Regions from separate parts of the Mus musculus genome. Here region 1 is linked to region 2. A link is a contact called in public HiChIP or PLAC-seq data. All regions are on one chromosome and are shown on one strand. Each heading gives the region's core, a stretch centred on a gene start, on an enhancer-like site or on the middle of the called end of the contact. The rest is flanking DNA. Distances are from core to core; before and after follow the strand shown.

The links. HiChIP or PLAC-seq counts read pairs in DNA pulled down with a chosen protein or histone mark.
Region 1: an HNF4G HiChIP or PLAC-seq map of pancreatic cancer cells shows a contact between it and region 2. The contact joins two enhancer-like sites. A contact is called at or near these places in 6 of 484 Hi-C or Micro-C datasets (the G1E-ER4 cell line, the P5424 cell line, Sertoli cells and 2 more), 3 of 115 datasets of contacts at active chromatin or transcription factors (embryonic stem cells and pancreatic cancer cells) and 1 of 9 other capture datasets (embryonic stem cells).

What each region holds. Positions count from the first base shown.
Region 1 is chr1:136,322,860-136,327,816 of GRCm38.p6, forward strand. It overlaps Camsap2 (calmodulin regulated spectrin-associated protein family, member 2), which reads right to left. Exons shown (of 18, transcript NM_001347109.1): 2 at 1,878-2,137. Among named protein-coding and RNA genes, the nearest start is that of Camsap2, 21 kb to the right of the region's middle. Within about 2 kb of position 3,237, at least 82 of the 459 cell types and tissues checked have an H3K27ac peak or open chromatin away from gene starts, as enhancers often do. A contact at or near this core is called in pancreatic cancer cells, where this site is marked.
Region 2 is chr1:136,175,390-136,180,247 of GRCm38.p6, forward strand. Kif21b (kinesin family member 21B) reads left to right here. Exons shown (of 35, transcript NM_001039472.2): 35 at 1-2,612. Among named protein-coding and RNA genes, the nearest start is that of Mroh3, 35 kb to the right of the region's middle. Within about 2 kb of position 2,437, at least 24 of the 459 cell types and tissues checked have an H3K27ac peak or open chromatin away from gene starts, as enhancers often do. A contact at or near this core is called in pancreatic cancer cells, where this site is marked.

The DNA.
Region 1 (4,957 bases), core at 1,987-4,486, 150 kb after region 2:
TGAATGCTGTGCACGTGACATGCATACACATGACATGCATACACATGACATGCATACATGTCCACATGTCAGGGTAGCCATGTGAGTCTGATGCCATCAGTGAGAACTGAAACTCTCTTACATGAGAGAAGATCAATCTGCTCAGCCAGCCTTATTTATTATACACTTAGTGACGTTACCTTGAGAAGCTGTTCTCAGTTCCTTAGAGGATTAAAGTGAGGGTTTTAAAGAGAGATAATAGCAGAAAGAGTGAGTGCAAAATCATTTCCAGATAGTACCAGCCTTGGTGACTGTGTTTCCTCTTCCTGAGTCTTAAAATACACCCTTCTACATAACATGTCCTTCAGCCCAAGACTACTATTCTCATGAAAAATAATTTACACAACACCGCTTTCTTCCTTTTATCATTGTGTATGTGTAGGTGTGTCCGCTTGTGTGCACACAGAGGCCACAGGATGGGTTGGGGCTCTGCTCCATCACTCTTACTCTTCCACACAGCCTTGCCCTGAGGTGGGAGCAAGGCTGGGGCCAATAATCCCAGAGCTGTGCTGGTCCCATACCCCAGGATGGTTAGGTTACGGGGTTACATGATCACACCTGGCTTGTCTGATGTTGGTGCTGGGGATTTGAACTCTTACCCACTGAGCCATTTCACAAGACCTGCTTTTTAGTAACATTCTTGATGATACATGTATTTTTGGAAAATGTACTTAGATTTAATAAATGTATTTAGATTTATGTCTTCAGATTACCTATGACTCCCTGCATACTTATCCCAGACCCACTTAGAATCCTTCTGTATGTATGTTGTACAAGAAATGAGTTAATGGTTGTTAAATAAGCTAAAATATCTAATGTGCAAGAGTTTTACCATGACTGAAACACATAAATGCTTATATTTGTCATTTTTTCCAATTTTCCCATTACAGTTTTTTTAATTTGCACTGGTGCATACCACATGTATGTCTGTGTGAGGGCGTGAGACCCCCTGGAACTAGAGCCACAGAAAGTTGTGAGCTGCCATGTGGGGGCTAGGGACCAAACCCGGGTCCTCTTGGATTTGGTTCCAGCCAGTGCTCTTATCCGCTGAGCCATCTCTCTAGCCCCTTCCCGTTACATGTTTAAATATTATTTTCGTGTGTGCATATGTATATATGCATAGGTGTACACACGTGGAAGCCAAAGTAGGGTGTTAGGCATCCACATCTAACACCCTCCGTCTTTGAGGCAGGGTGTCTCACTTAGCTCTGTTTTGGCTAGGCTATTAACCCAGCAAGCACCAGCAACCCTCCTGACTGTCCCCTCAATGACAGTCACAGGCCTGCAGAGGACGATGCCTGGCCTTTAACGTGGCTGCTGGAATCCAAACTCTGCTTCTCATGCTTGCTCAGAGCAAGTACTCACACGTATGGGCTATTTTCTCCAGCACCTTACATGTTAGTTTTATGTTGCTCTGGGAATGAAACCCAGGCAAGGCCTTTAAGTGCCAGGCAAACATTCTAATATTTAGCTATAGCCCCTCACCAATGCAGAAAAACTTACAAATCCAAATTCTTGCCTTACAAAAATAGTCAAGGATACATTTCCCATTTCTTACAGCTAATCTCTAAGACAAGAAAATTTTTAAATAAAGTAAAATTATTTCATAATAGTTTGAATTTATATAATTGTTTCTTCTAGGTATTAGATGGAAACAAATATTCCAAGATGGTTTGTCAAATCTTCCTTTACTTAGAAATAAATGGTGACTTTTAAACTCTAGGTGTAGATGCAGATGCCATAAAGTATCTCACACATTAGTTCCTTCCATTTTATAGTACAACTCACTCAAGTATGCATTTCAAATCTGAAATAACCTTAGGTATGCAAAGCCTTACCATCTGTATGGGTTTCTTGTGGAGATCTCTTTCAGTTACCAGTTTCTCCTGGTCAGTGACATACAGGCCTTTCTGTGCTAATGCCTGGATCACAGCATCATGGCCCAGGAGGGGCTTTGCAGCATCGCTCTTGAGGATGAGGCTTCCAGCGCGACAGTACAGCTCGGCCGACAGAAGCAGGTTAACGACAGGGGGTTTGATGTGCTCCTGGTCATACTGGTCTGTGTAAAATGGGTCGCCAAGCTCCTCGGGCACATTTTCTATAAAGGTTAAGAAAACAAGTTTTCATATTTTTGTAAAATTTCTATCTAAAAAACCCTATATCATTTAAAATATTACTACAGACCTTGAGATTCTAAAAATATCAATATTCCTTTAACAGGCAAGATGATACTTTTGTTTGTCTGTTTTTCTACCTAGGTTTAAGATATAAAAGGAAAGATACAAATTTCCTTTATAGAAGGTATGGCTGTGAGGTATACAACAGGAAAAGCGAACAAGGAGAAAGTCTTCAGAGTGTGGTGACCCATGAAGGCATGCCCCCTCCCCCCCCCCCCCCATTCAGTGTCTCAAGTAGGCTCTTAAACCTGCCAGTGACTAGCTACAGTCAGTCAGTCAGTCAGTCAGTCAGGAAAGGCACCTGCTCTATAAAGACCGCTTGCTGCCGATATCATCTGACAGGAGAAATCCTTTGCCCAAAGCTTTACAGCTACTGCATGAAAGAACTGAGGCTGCCTAATTAATCTGGTCCTTCTTCCTTAAGCCCCCTAGGCCCTGCACCAACCGGTCTCTGTCCCTTTCTGCTGCGACTACTGAAGTTACTGAGGGGAACTATTAATAATAATAGTTCATTTTAATCTAATAATAGTTACAACTATTATTTAGATAAGATCTTCTGTTTAAAACCTTTCAATCAATACTGATGACTATAAAAATTATAGATTGATGGAACATTACTTTACATGGATAAAGAAGTAAATTTGAAGCCCGTAGTGAGTACACAGAAGACATCATATTGCTAAAAACAATCAGAAAGCACCCAGGCAGACAGCAGAGATCAAGGTAAAAATCAGAGAGGATGAAATCGAGGTTAGACGTAAAGTGTAGTGGCTTGATTGAGAATGCCCTCCACAGATTCTGAACCCTTGGTCCCAGCTGGCGGCATGTTTAAACGCTACAGCCTTGTTGAAAGAAGTATGTCACTGGGACAGGCTTTAAGAAAAAAGGCCTCCCCTACATCCAGTTTGTTCTCTGCTTTGTGCTGGGGATTCAAGACTTGAGTGCTCAGCTTCCTGTCCCTACTGCCAAGCCTGCCTCTTGCTGCCGTGCCTCCCTGCCGTGATAAACTCTCACCCATCTGGAAACATTCCATGTTTTACTGCAGCAACAGAAAAGTAACCGGTAGTGTGAGTAGGAATGGGCCCTGTGTCTGGATGCTAGGCCACAGGGAGTGACGCTATTAGGAGGTGTCCTTGTTGAAGTAGAAGTTGCCTTGTTGAAGAAAGTGTGTCACTGTGGAGGTGGGTGAGGTCTCTATGTTCAGGCAACACCCAGTGTATAATACAGTCTCCTGCTGCTGCTGATCAAGACACAAACCTCAGCTCCTCCAGCAGCAGGCCTGCCTGCACACTGCCACTCTTCCTGCCACGATGATAAAGGACTGAACCTCTGAAACTCTAAGTCAGACCCAATTAAATATTTCCCTTTATAAGAGTTGCCATGGTCATGTTGTCTCTTCACAGCAATAAAACCTAAACTAGGACAGTAACCAATACAGAAAGCATGATAGTATAGTATAGAAAACTGAGAATCAGAAGCCGCACTGAAAGGGTAAGCTCAGTTTAGACATGTTACGTTTGAAACAACAGCAAAAATATCCAAATAGAAATACCCAGTGAGCAGCAGAAAATATAGGACTGAGAAAGAGGTCAGAGCAAATCTATAAATTTGAGATTTTGGAGACATCTAAAAATATCATCCACATTTGATAACTGAAAGCTCCTCCTTCCTAGCTGCACTGCTCACCCAAGAGTGAGGCAAACTTAAATTCAACATAGGGCTCAGTATTGTAAACTTCAGACCTCAGTAGTGGTACTACATTTTAGTATCAGAGTACCTAAACATAAGCTACTAACACAGCAGAAAAACTATTAAAGAAAAACTATTATTAAAAAAAAAGAAAAAAGAAAAACATACTAAAACTATTGTTATGAAATATATGGATGGATATTTTACTTCCTATAATAGCAGTAAAAATTACTAACATAGGTAATCTTGACATCTAAACACTGGCCAATGCAAAAACAAACAACAAACAACAGTGAGTGACCAGGACTGCAAGCTTATCTGGCTTACAATCCTAGGGTTCTGTGCTGTGATAGAAGGCCCAAAGGCAGTTTGGGGAGGAAAGGGTTTATTTCAGTCTTCATTTCCATACTACTGATCATCACTGAGGGAAATCATGGCAGGAACCTAGATGAAGGAACTGATGCACAGGCCATGGAGGAGTGCTGCCTACTAGCCTGCTCCTCACAGTTTGCCTAGCTTGCTTTCTTAGAGCACCTAGGACCATCAGCACATGGATAGTAGTGAGCTTGGCCTTCCTACATTAATCATCCAACAAGAAAATGCACCACAGACTTGCCAGGCCAATCTGGTGGAGGCATTTCTCAACTGAGGTTCCTGCTTCCCAAACTACTCTAGCTTGGTCAAGTTGACATAAATTAGCCGGGACACATATGTATCTATACATCCATGTAACGTTTACTTAATGGTTTCACATCTATTCATACATTTTCATACACAGTGAAAATCTTAGTGAAACAGATAAGTAGATAATGTACAGATTAAATAACAGAAGTAAATACTTACACTTACTAAGTACACGGTCTGTGTCAGGCATTGCTCTAAACATGAATCCTAACAACCTTTTTATATGTGTTTAACTGATAAACTTAAGAAGCTATCTTGCCCCAAGACATGCAGCTATAAATACAGAAATCTAGCTCTAAATAGGTAATAGGCTAAAAACTAGTAAGTTTTATAGTCCAGGGTGGCCTTGAAGTCAAGAGATCCCTGCT
Region 2 (4,858 bases), core at 1,187-3,686:
ACTGGAACAACTCTGAATTTATAGAACTGGGCCATGAGAGGGGCCAGCTCCGTTCCTCCCCCGGCTTCCCCTGCCCTTAAACTGGTCCACACTTACTCTATTGCTTCACTGGTCTTATGCATCCTGGTCTCATTCCGGGATCCATGAGCCTCAGCCCCATTCAGAGGCCGTGGTGACTTGTGGAGAGCTAGCATAGCGCCACTGTACTTAGCTCTTCTCCCTCTAGGGCGAGTACGTTGGTGCCTGTCCATGAGGCCCTAGGATGGGAGAGTTAGGAACTGATAAGGTCAGACCCTCTCTGAACCTTCCCAGAGCTGTGTCTGAAGCTGAAACTAAGAAGATTGTCCCGCTTATTGGTGGCTCCAGCCAGACACGGTGTTAAGTCTGGGTAAGTGGATATTTAGAACGGAGCACCGGAAAAGCAGATCACCTGGAACCTGGACCGTCTGTCTGCAAAGACCAGAAATCCTCCTTCCCCTGCTCATCCTGGGAGTGTTAAGGAACATCCTTAGCACTCAGAAGTGACCACATCTTCTCCTTCACCCATCTCCACCTAAATGGAAAGCCCGGACCTTACACCCTGTAAGAAAACCCAGAACCCGTCTGCATGGCTGTTTACAAACTACAGAAACACGTGAGACTTTGTCCCGACCCCTCAGGCTGGGCCGCCCCAGCCCGGGGTGCCTGTACTGTATGTATAGCTGCAAGGCCAGTTCTTGCACAAAGTGTGTGTGGTCTTACAGCCCCCGCGAGAGGTGCTCACCGGCATTACCCCTTCTGCCATTTCTGATGGGTCACTACCTCATGGCGGGGCTGCTATGCTGTCCCAGCGAGTGTCATTGACTAAACTTGAAATCGGAGCTCTGAGCTCATCGTCCTGAGCCATTCTGAGCTGTGTTCTGGGAACGTTGGAGTCCCTGCTCACCCACCCTTTCGGGGATGTCCAAGGTACATAGTCAGGGGCAGGACCCCAGCTCCACTCATTGCACAAGCATCCTTCTTGTCGGAAGCACAAACTGGTTGTAATTTGAGCACAATAGCAGGTCTCTGGGTAGACAGTATGAGCAAACTTGGCACCAGGAGATCTTTCCCAGATGGGCTTCGTCTTAGGTTAGACCAGGGCTGCCCGTGTCTGTGAGGTTAGACCAAGGCTGCCCATGTCTTTGGCTGACGCACTATGTACACTGGGAACTATTAATTTACTCCTTGTGCCCCTCCTAGGACTTGAGGCCCAGGCCACATCTGTATCCTGTGGGGGTCCTCTCTAGACCTGCACACCCCAAGCCTTTAACAACCAGAGTATAGCTGGTACCTGACCCTACTGAGCCTGAAGAGCCTGGACCCAGACTCCCATCTCTTGAGCTAACCCCGACATCCTTGCTTCCGATATTGATTAGCTTCCATGGAAAGTGTCTACTGTCCCCACTCTCTTAGGTCTTTTCTGTGCACAGTCCTGGGCCAGGACCCATCCCAGTATTAACCAGTTCAGTGTTTGGTCTTGTTGGTGAGACTTGGTCCGACAGCAGCCAACTCAATGCACATGCTGCCTGGAGCAGCCTTTAGAGACTGCAGAGGAAAGAGAGAGAACTCGAAGAATGAGAGGCTGACCCAGCGCAGCCCTTGATGTGGTCAGAGTGCCACCACAGCTACTTGAAAAGGGACAGCTATGGACCTGGGAGTAGCCTCCCACCGTTGCTCCAGCTGCAGGCCTGGAATGGTCTTAGGCTGTGTGGCTTGGGCAAAGGGCAGCTTAAAGCACAAACAAGGAGAAGATGCTGTCTTGCTGAAGGATTCTTCTGCTAGCCATTGTGGTGGTGGCGCCAGCAGGAAGCTGCTGAGAAGGCAGGACATTACATCTCTGCCCTGCCCTCTCCCAGTTCCTGGAGGCCTCCCTTGGAGTCTGGGCTGGGTGCAGCAGGCACACCCCCTTGGCTGTGCCTGGTATGTTTGTGTGGGCAGGACTTGCCCTGCAGGAGCGGTGAATTCCTTCCCACCATGTAGCCCAAACCTGCCACATCTATCCCTTTGTCCTTTCAAATAAAAAACTGCTTACTGCTGCTCTCTTTGCTGAGCACAGTGGCCAGTTCCCCAACAGACCTTCTTGAGCCCAGCCCTTTCACCTCCTGACTCCCAGGTCTTCACTGCTCCTTGTGAGCAAGAGAATCTACAGGGAGAGTTCGGTTTCTTTGACATCATTGTTCTGTCCCCGGTGCCCCCCACCCACTTCATCTCCAGCACCCAGCTGGCCTCCCTCATCCCTGTCCCTTCCACCTTCACTTCTGTGTCCTAAAGGCTTTGTCAGAAAGTGGGAAGTCGGTACTGCCGAGAGTCAGAAAAGACCTCTGATGTCTTGGTGCCCTGCCCTGCCCTGGCCTGCCCTGCCCTGTCACCAGCTCTTATGATGGTTGTCCCTACCCAGACTGCAGGGTCTCGTTTGGCTCATGCACTCTCCTGTGACGTAGTAGCACAAGGTGTGTATATGTTTTGTACCTCTGCTGACAACTGTACATAGTGTATGAAAGTTATTTAAGCCTCATGCTGTACATTTCTGTTCTGGAAATCGGATGTGTGTGTTCTAAGAGCTTGTCATAAATAAAACCATTGTCCACAGAGGTGTGGCTAGTGGGTTGGTGGCCTGTGGCTGGTAGCTCTTTCTTAGGCGTGGGAGGTCGTTTAGGGGTAGGTATATGAGAGTGGCCTTTGTGACTGAGCCCCATACTCTGCACTGAGTTTAGAGTTCTGTGGAGTGTGCTACCTTCTCCCAACCCTCTATGTGACCTGCAGGGCTCAAGGCAGGTACAAGTCATTCAAGAGCAGCCATAAGCAGTGAGCACACAATACACAGGTACTGTTCAGGGTGCTCTTTGCTAGGTCATCCCTCTACCTGGTAATAGGTGGCGGTCTCTTTATGAATGAGAACGGTCATGACACAGGAGGGACTCACAAGGACAGAGCTGAGATTTGATCACCCTGCCCCTCCAAAGGTGCCAATCTCCTTCACTAACATGGCACATGCCTTCTCTAGGACTTGGGACTCCCAGTGTGTGGTAAATACTGGACATATTTTGTTTGCTTGCCACTCACAGAAGACAGAAATGTAAATATCCTGAAACACTAATATAGGGCTGGGAATGGAACCCAGAGCCTCATGCATAAGGCCTACCGCAGATTCTGTCTTATGACTTCTGTCTAGCCAGGACGCCAGGAGCATCTTTTGTTGCTTTGGTTTCCAAATGAAAACCCAAGTGGCTTCTGAAGCCCTGCTGCTTATACTGACCCAAGGAGCCAGAGCTCCATGCTGGGACGGGAGGGGTTCTGAAAGAGACTCTGCTGCAGCAGAAGAGCGTGTGAGAGGGGACCCTTAGCCACCAAAGGGAAGACAAAGCACATCCTGTCCCCAGCCTCACAGGACAGAGCCTCCCGCCTCGAAGAATGGGGTGGCTTCCTGCAGATCATTGATTTTGGCTGGGCAACTGAGTCCCACCCCATGCCAGTCTCCTGCCCCACCCCTGCTCTCCACAAGTTCCTATTCTAGGCCGCTGCCCATTGTGAACTGTGGGAAGTGTGACACTGGGTGTGGCCAACTGCTGCTGGGATGAGCACATAGATAGTCCTGAGGCGGGGAGGGGGAGAGGGTACTTCAACGGTTTACTCCCCTTGTACCGACTCCTCCCTCAGGTCCCAAAGGGTTGACAACAAGAGTATCTCAAATTCAGGTCAGCCTGTGAGGACACCAACACCCTTGGCAAAGGACCCAGGATTTTCAGATTCTTAAATGTGGGGGGGCGGGGGCTTGAGAGACGGCCAATGGTCAAGAATACTTGCTGCTCTTTCTAAAAACCTATTTACAGCTGGGCATGGTGCTGCACACCTTTAGTCCCGGCACTTGGGAAGCAGAGGCGTGTGGAGCCAGCCAGGTATCTCTGTTCCAGGACAGCCAGGGCTACAGAGAGAAACCCTGTCTCAAATAAATAAATAAATTTACTAAGTAAATATAAAAATAAAGTTTAAAGATTTATTTTTAATTGTGTATGTGTGTGTCTGTCTTACGTATGTATATGTGCACGCATACGGAGGTCAGAAGTTGATACCGAATGTCTTCTTCAAGCACACTCCACCTTGTTTATTTATGCATTGGTATTTTATTTACTTTTGGTTCCTTGAGACAGAGCCTCACTATCTAGACCAGGCTGACCTCACTCTCACAGAGCGGTACTTGCTTCTGCCTCCCAAGTGCTGAGATGAAAAGCATGTGCCACCATGCCTGGCTGCCAATTCACTTTTGAGATAGGGCTCACTGAATTGAGAGCTTGCCTATTCAGCCTGGCCAAAAAACTCTGGGGGTTCTCCTATCTCTGCCCCCCACAGGGCTTGGGTTGCACATACACACCCCCATGCTCTGCTATCTTCCATGGGTTCTGAGCCCTGGGGGTTCTCCTATCTCTGCCCCCCACAGGGCTTGGGTTATACATACACACCCCCATGCTCTGCTATCTTCCGTGGGTCCTGGGAGCATGAACCAGATGGTTACACTTGTACAGCAGACACTAGTGACTGAGCCCCTTGTAAAGAAGTTGGTGCCATTCACTGCCTAAGCCAGATGGCACCACAAAGACATAATTTTCCAAACCCCCCATTTTATACACACAGGGAATTGAGGCCTGGAGAGGCCAACAGAATTCGCCAAAGGGGTAGTAGAAGACAAGTTTCCAGAACCAATTATTTTATCCCTGTATCTAGGTTTGGCTAAAGAGAATGGGTTCACATGGAGACACCCAGTCTTGGAGGAGGTCCCCCCCAAATCTGTTACTAGTTGTTTGGTTTGATTTTATTTGAATATAAGATATACTATCCTTGC